2 separate regions of the Danio rerio genome follow, and region 1 is linked to region 2. The links are chromatin contacts, called in public HiCAR-type maps. All regions are on one chromosome and are shown on one strand. The core of a region is the stretch at or near the end of the contact, and the rest is flanking DNA. Distances in the headings are between cores, read along the strand shown.

Region 1 (3,882 bases), core at 451-2,950, 610 kb after region 2:
CAGAGTTAAAAATGACCCTTTTAAGTAAAAAGTTTAAAGATGTATTGAGATGATTTTCGGTAATTGTATGGGTTTTGGCCAGATTGGGTAGCAAAACATAAACAAAGGAAAATTAGGACTGGGTTAAAAAAGATTCAAGACCTACAACACAATATTTTAGTAGATTTATGATTTGGATATTGAGATTTAAGACTGTAAGACCCTGTAGAAGCCCTAAATATACAAGATAAACCCAGACAATATATCACTTTAAACTACTCAAAATGTCAACAAAAGTCATTTTCAACTTTTTTGTTTAAAGAAAAATCAAGATCCCATGATGCAATTCAAAAGCATAAATAAACCAGGAAAAACTAATATTTTTTTACGGATATTTTTTACATGACTTGAACCACCATATTTTTGCAATTACCTCAGCCGGACAGGAAGAATGAACACTAATCTATATATGCTATACTAACCTAAATAGGATCTGTTTGAATAATGTAGTAACTTTAATAGTTTAACACTTTAATAGTAAAATAATTTATAAACCTGGTCAAGTGCACAAGAAAAGGGTTTAGAGGAAATAATGAACAAACATTCATTCATTCATTCATTTTCTTTTCAGCTAAGTCCCTTTATTAAACTGAGGTCGCCACAGAGGAATGAATCGCCAACTTATCCAGCATATGTTTTACGCAGCGGATGCCCTTCCAGCTGCAACCCATCACTGGGAAACATCTATACACACTTATTCACACACACATACACTACAGAAAGTTTAGCCTACCCAATTCACCTGTACCGCATGTTTCTGGACTTGGAAACCGGGACACCCGGAGGAAACCCACATGAACACAAGGTAATAAACAATCAAAAAAGCAAAAATAAATCAGAAACAATTCATTTAAAAATAATTATGTTGATAAAGTAATTATAAAACTATTATTAATTATTAAAACCTTTATTAAAATTATGATAAAGTGACATTATAATGTAAAACAGTATATAGTACAAAAGGCTAATATGACTACTTATAAATAGCAAACAAAATGCTTTTCTGAAATGATATCGTCAAGGAGAAAGTCTGACTGTGTGAATATAAAACCAACTTTACCTCAATCATAAACCATGGACTTTGTAGAGCTAGATGGGTGAAGAAACAAATATATGACTTCTTCTTGTTAACACTCTTATTGTAAAGATGTTAACTGTCATATGAGGACATTAATCAGTCCAGACAGGGATGAATAAAGCCTCTGTTATAGTAATTGTACTTCCTATTAATATCTTTTTTCAGTTTTAAAAATGCTGCTTCCATTTCAGATGCCAGAGATCTGCACCATCCGCCACAAACTCCACAGAAAATCCTTGTTCATATATAATCGACCTTGCCATTTACAAACACAAGCAATCCATGTGAAAGCAATAGTGTAACATTAATTAGATGAACATTTTGACAAGCCATGCTCAGCTTTCGGAACAGTCAAGGCTAGTCAAAACACCGGCATCCCTGTAATGCTTAGTCAGTTCACTGAATATTCACCACAATCCATTGATAGCAATATAACATCTGCTTACCGTGTGATAGATTGCCGTTTTCATGTTTACAGTAACCGCAGCGATAGCCATCATCTCCGCCGAAATACTCCACTATACTGTACGATCCACCCGCTGCCATTTCTACACTCGCTCAGCTGCGCCCAGGAACGCATTAACGAAGCCTACTATTGGAAAGGGCTGCTTCATTAATATTAATCACGCCTCGTGACGTTCACCTAGTGCGCCTCTGTGATTGGTCTGAACTGCTTTTAGTGGGCGTGTTTTTAAATACTAAAGATATTATTAATATTAATAGGCATATGTGATTGGACGTTGCAAAAAAGAAAGGCAAAACGTCGATAGGAAGTAATTAATATTCATCAGCAAGATTTTCACCGTAGTAGGGTGGGAGTCAAGCGCTTTTAAATAACCTGGAAGCATTATTTTTTTTACGTAAAAGCCCTGATATAATGAAAACAAATAAAAACAATAAATAAATAAATAAATAAAAACTCTGACAGAATTGTATAAACTACAGGAAAAACCCCGAATTCCTTTTATATATTTATGTATTTATTATTGATCTTTTTTATTATGTAATGTTATTGTTTATTTACGTAATTTGGTCTTTATTCGCACTTTTTAATATGAAGATGTAGCGATAATGCCATATAGTTGTACATAACTATTTGTTCAATAATAATAAAAAATAATGCAATAAATAAATGATAAAAATAACCCGGATGCACACATTTCATTTGCTCTTCCTGTTGTGGGAAAAGCCCCCAACGAATGAAAGCAATAGTAATGTTAAAAATCTAAAACTATCGCGTTAAACACTTCTCACCATAGTAAACAGTGCGTTGATCACAAAAACAATTCAGACTGTACATGAAAGTAAGGTTATTGTGGGATGTAATTTGTTTTGGCAAACACATTGTGTTTATTAACCCATGCAGCTCCACTTACCGTATGAATCTTTACCTTCTTCATTGCCACAGTAGCCACAGCGATATCCACACTTTACACCTTTGAGCTCCACTATTGAGTACATTGTCCATCCGTCTTTCTGACGTTAACAATGTGTGACATGCGAATATTGACTTTGCAGTGATAAAAAAAGTATAGTAGTGTAAAACTCCTCTTTCCGACAACGATGCCAGTTTCTTTATAAATATTCAGACAGTGACGCATTGAGGGCGTCAGGCTTTATACTGTCTGCTGTATGACGTCCCCTAGAGGGAAATATTATTGGAATGTAAAAAAAAATATTAATATTAATTGGAAAGCTACCTGGTTAATGCACTTCAAATTATGCCTTTTAAATAAGGTTAAAAAAGTGCACTTTAAAATACTTTACAAAATTTACCCTTGCAAAGCAACTTTATCTAAATTCATGGATATTGAGAATACTTGCACATTTTGTAAAATACATGAGGAAGACTTATCTCATCTTTTCTATAACTGCGATGTCTCTCTTAAATTTTGGAATGATGTTAGTGATGTGTTATTTGGGAAAAGAAATGCTAATTACAAGCTATTTTTAAAAGATGCCGTTTGCACTTTTTCACACACAAAAATAACATTCGAGTCTGTTGTTAACTTCTACATTTTACAAGGCAAATATTTTATACATAAACAGAAATTCTCGAAATGTAAAGCAAAATGCAATATTTGTTTATTAGAAATGGAAAATACAAAAAAAATGACAAAAAAAAGATTTCATTTCTCTAGTACTGATCCTCCGCTGTAGTCAATGATTGTATCCTAAGTTATTATTTATGTTTATATGTATAGAAGTATTTAGAGTTTATTTATTTATTATTATTATTATTATTATTATTGTTATTATTATTATTATTATTTTTAATTATGTATTTTTTTCTCTCTCCTGTAATGTTTTTGCTTCATTATCATTTTTGGTTGTTGTTGTTGTAACTATAGTAATGTTTTTAGATATAGTACATATAAGAATTGTTGTATTATTACTTTATGTAATTTTTCAAAGATATAAGAAAAAAATACTGCTGTATGACGTGGTCACTTTTATAAAGTGACACTGACATAACAGTATTCATAAAGGACCGAATACGCAGAGATCCGACAGCTCGACAAACATGACTTGTTCTAAAGATGAATATGTTTGCACAGCCGCTAGAGGGTAGGATATCCCCTCCTGTGAAACCTACACTCACCGGCCACTTTATTAGGTACACCTGTCCAACTGCTCGTTAACGCAAATTTCTAATCAGCCAATCACATGGCAGCAACTCAATGCTGATATGGTCAAGACGATCTGCTGCAGTTCAAACTGAGCATCGGAATGGGGAAGAAAAGTTATTTACTTTGAATGTGGCA
Region 2 (3,858 bases), core at 1,140-3,639:
ATATTTTATTTTGGTCAAATAAGCGTAATCTAGAGGCCTTTGCCTTTCATATAAGCCACTTCTGATGCCAAATGATTAACTAGAAGTCAAGTTATTATTTGTTTTTTTCTAAAACTTGGATGGGAAATAAGACTTTTGTCAGGTAGTTTACAGAGGTGAATTTTTCTTTTTAATTTTTTTTTTTTTTTTTGAAAAATGTACATTGATATTGGACACTGTAAATAGTACACAAATGTACTGTGTATACAAACTGTACATACACCTGCGCACAATTAAGTTAAAGTTCAAATTAATTAAGCAATTAAGCCAAAATCACATTTTGGTGTCAATTGCTGTAAACTACATTTATGTAATAAACAAATGAAGGTTTTTAATTCAGTAATTAGCATGGGGTATATGTGGATTTCTGTTATGAAAAAAATAATTATATACTCACAATGGGGAAAAAATGGCTGAATCAAAAATTCATTCAATTTGCACAATAACAAAAAATATAGATAGCCAAAGACATGAAAATGAAAGTAATTAAATTGATTTAAAAATGTAAGGAGTGAAAATTAAATATTTGTGTAAAAATGTAATGAGTAAAAGTAAAAAAAAAATAATAATAATGGACTTATATACTGATACCAGAAAGTCAAATAAATAAATAAATAAATAAATAGTGGAGTAATACACTGAAACCAGGAAATCTAGTTAAGTACAGTAAATATAGATACAGTACAGTATCTTTTCAAGTACAGTAATTGATTACATAATTATTGAAAATTCATTCAATTTGCACAATGACAAAAAATATAGACAGTCGAAGACACAAAAATTAAATTAATGAGATTGGTTTAAAAATGTAAGTAGAAACAGATATCTGTGTAAAAATATAATGAATAAAAGTAAAAAAATAAAATAAAAACAATAGTGGAGTTATATACTGATACCAGAAAATCTACTTGAATAAGTTCTTTGTTACTTCCCATCTCTGGTAATTTTAACTTTTAAGATTATTATTTTTTGGAAAGTACTTGGATTTTGGAGACTGTACACAAATGTACTGTACTTACACACTGTAATACACATGTAACGGAGGCAAGCTAGTACGTGCTGTGCAGGTAAACCTCACTCCTCTGACCTCTAAAGGTGCTCTAGCGACAGATGCTAGACGCCATGGTCTTTAGCCTTCTTGGTAGAGCATCCGACTCATATGCGGAAGGTCGCCCAGCTCAGAGCGGGTTGGGTAGTGTAAGACCGGCGGGGTTACACACACATACAATTAAGTTAAAATCAATTAAGCAGTTAATTTAAAATCACATTCAAACACAACTGTCAAATACTGTTATTTAGTAAACTTTTTTTGTAAAAATTCAGTAATTAGCACGAGGAGTGTATGTGGATTTCTGACTGTATTGAGAAAAATTATCTTCTGCTGTATTGCGTAAATGTTAAAATGACATCTGTTTGGAAACAATTGCCAGCTTTTTTTGAGTAATGTTGTGATGTAAAATGTTATGATATCATTCACACATATACAGTTTTTTAACTGAGGAATTGAGTTTTAGTTTAAATTCTGTTTCACGTTTCCTCTTTTAAATCTTACATAAAGAAATTAATAATAGTTGCTAGTTAAAATGTTTTTTCTTGGTATAAATAGACAATTTGTATCACTTCAGTTACTAGTTTGAAGAAATGCAGAAATATACAGTGATTACAAACACAGATTAACATGAAAAACATGGGAAAATGTCTGACCTTCTCTTTATTAAGTTGATTTCAACTTTTTAAGCACCAAAGATTAATGCAACTGCTTCTTATATGTTTATATATAATGTATTTGTAACATCTTCAGACAGTTGCATTTTGCATATTTTATCTGGCTGAATTTACATTATAAAGTGGACGCAAAAGCACTCACCTGAATAAACTCTGTCAGATTAGCCGACTGATGAACTCAATCCTCTGTGAATCGCATGTCATGACATACAGTCCACTAGATGGCAGCACAGGACAGGTTTTGCAATGTGACTCCTTTTTATTTCCTGTCCAACTTTTAACATTACACAGGCCACATGCACCACAACATGACCTCTTCTGTGAAAACAAATCACCAGTAAACGACACCTTTAGTGCTTTTTTTTAAAGTTCCCACAACTCTGGGTTGCCAGATTTATATCCTAAATCACCCTCATAAAATAAAGTGAATCTATCTATCTATCTATCTATCTATCTATCTATCTATCTATCTATCTATCAATCTATCAATCTATCTATCTATCTATCTATCTATCTATCTATCTATCTATCTATCTATCTATCTATCTATCTATCTATCTATCTATCTATCTATCTATCTATCTATCTATCTATCTATCTATCTATCTATCCATCCATCCATCCATCCATCCATCCATCCATCCATCCATACTTCTTTTTATCATCTGAACCATTCAGTTGTTATTTCAGTCTATAAAAATAATCAGCCAAAGTTACAGTTGAAAGGCAAAGATATTATTATTATTATTATTGTTATTATTATTAATTAAGTATGGGAATTTTATGGGTTTTTTTTTTGGTTCATGTTTATTTTACCTTGTGAACATCTAGTTCTCATAAAGACTCAATACAAAATAAATCGTGGGCATTAATTTCTTTGTACTTTACTTTTTTTTAATGTCATAGTTTTATACCAGGCTTCATATCAAATTAATTTATCGGACTTTTGTGCAGAGATCCATAATTGGCCTGTTTGTTACAGATATTTTTATACAGTGTATCTGAACCTGACAACAGTGCACATTTCCACTACACAGGAATTTGACTGAACTGCTTGACCGACTGTACCGAATCTAGATTTTCTTCATCCATATCAAAACAGACTGGATGAGGAGGAGCGCGGCGCCGCTTTCACACTATCAGCATGCAGATCTGTCACGACAAACACCTCCTGATGTGTGTGTGTTTATCAGCGCATCAGTGTATGTGAGGCTGAAGGCATGAACAGCCCTGGGAAACACTAAACAAAACCCTTTCCCTCATAGTTGTGCTCACTTCGTCATTCAGAGTGTCTGTAATTACACGATGTATGAATGCAAATTTCCCAAAAATATCAGTGAAAGAATTGTACATCTACTCCAGCTAAGAATGTGCAAAACTACATATTTTCATCTGTTGATTAATATTATTGATTGATTGATTGATTGATTGATTGATTGATTGATTGATTGATTGATTGATTGATTGATTGATTGATTGATTGATTGATTGAATGATTGATTGATATAGTGCTCACCATATATGAGCATCCCACAAAAATCTTGTTTAAATTAATATTTTCTATAGGATGTTTTACAGTGTTACTGTATGTGTGCAGATATATTAGATTAGTCAGTACTGAAGCCAAATCTGGAGCTTATCTAACAAAAGAACTTTAGATAATGATCCAAAAATTAGTAGCCCAAATTTATATAATAGGGAAAATATTAAATACAAATTTTAAAAAATGCAAAAAAAAAAAAAAAAAAAACACGAACAAACGCACGGACACACACACACACACACACGCACACATATACATATAACTTTTGTAGATTTTTTGCAATATTTCAAATGATATTAAATGTATTATCTTTTTAGTTCTAAAGATGATCTGTGACTAAAATATTACTTTAATAAATATATCCATTTAATAAATGCACCAAACAATGTTGTACTTTGGAGTCATTTCTAAAATCTAAAAAATTATGAAAAATACCAAACAACTATGTAATATAGATTAAAAGTATCTTTCAGACAGAGGTTCAGCAGCCTTAGACTACATTTGTTCTCTTCAAAAGATAAATACTTAGCTAATATGTAGCTTAGATTTAC

Evidence for each region. HiCAR-type assays count read pairs that join an accessible place to other places.
Region 1: a HiCAR-type map of caudal fin shows a contact between it and region 2, with 17 times the contacts expected there. The contact joins the promoter of ate1 here to the promoter of ftr69 in region 2. A contact is called at or near these places in 2 of 4 datasets of contacts at active chromatin or transcription factors (caudal fin and embryo).

The regions. Positions count from the first base shown.
Region 1 is chr13:50,400,527-50,404,408 of GRCz12tu, forward strand. It overlaps ate1 (arginyltransferase 1), which reads right to left and starts at 1,701. Exons shown (of 15, transcript NM_001089468.1): 1 at 1,564-1,701. The coding sequence starts at 1,663.
Region 2 is chr13:49,785,452-49,789,309 of GRCz12tu, forward strand. ftr69 (finTRIM family, member 69) reads right to left here and starts at 2,390. Exons shown (of 9, transcript XM_073920302.1): 1 at 1-2,390.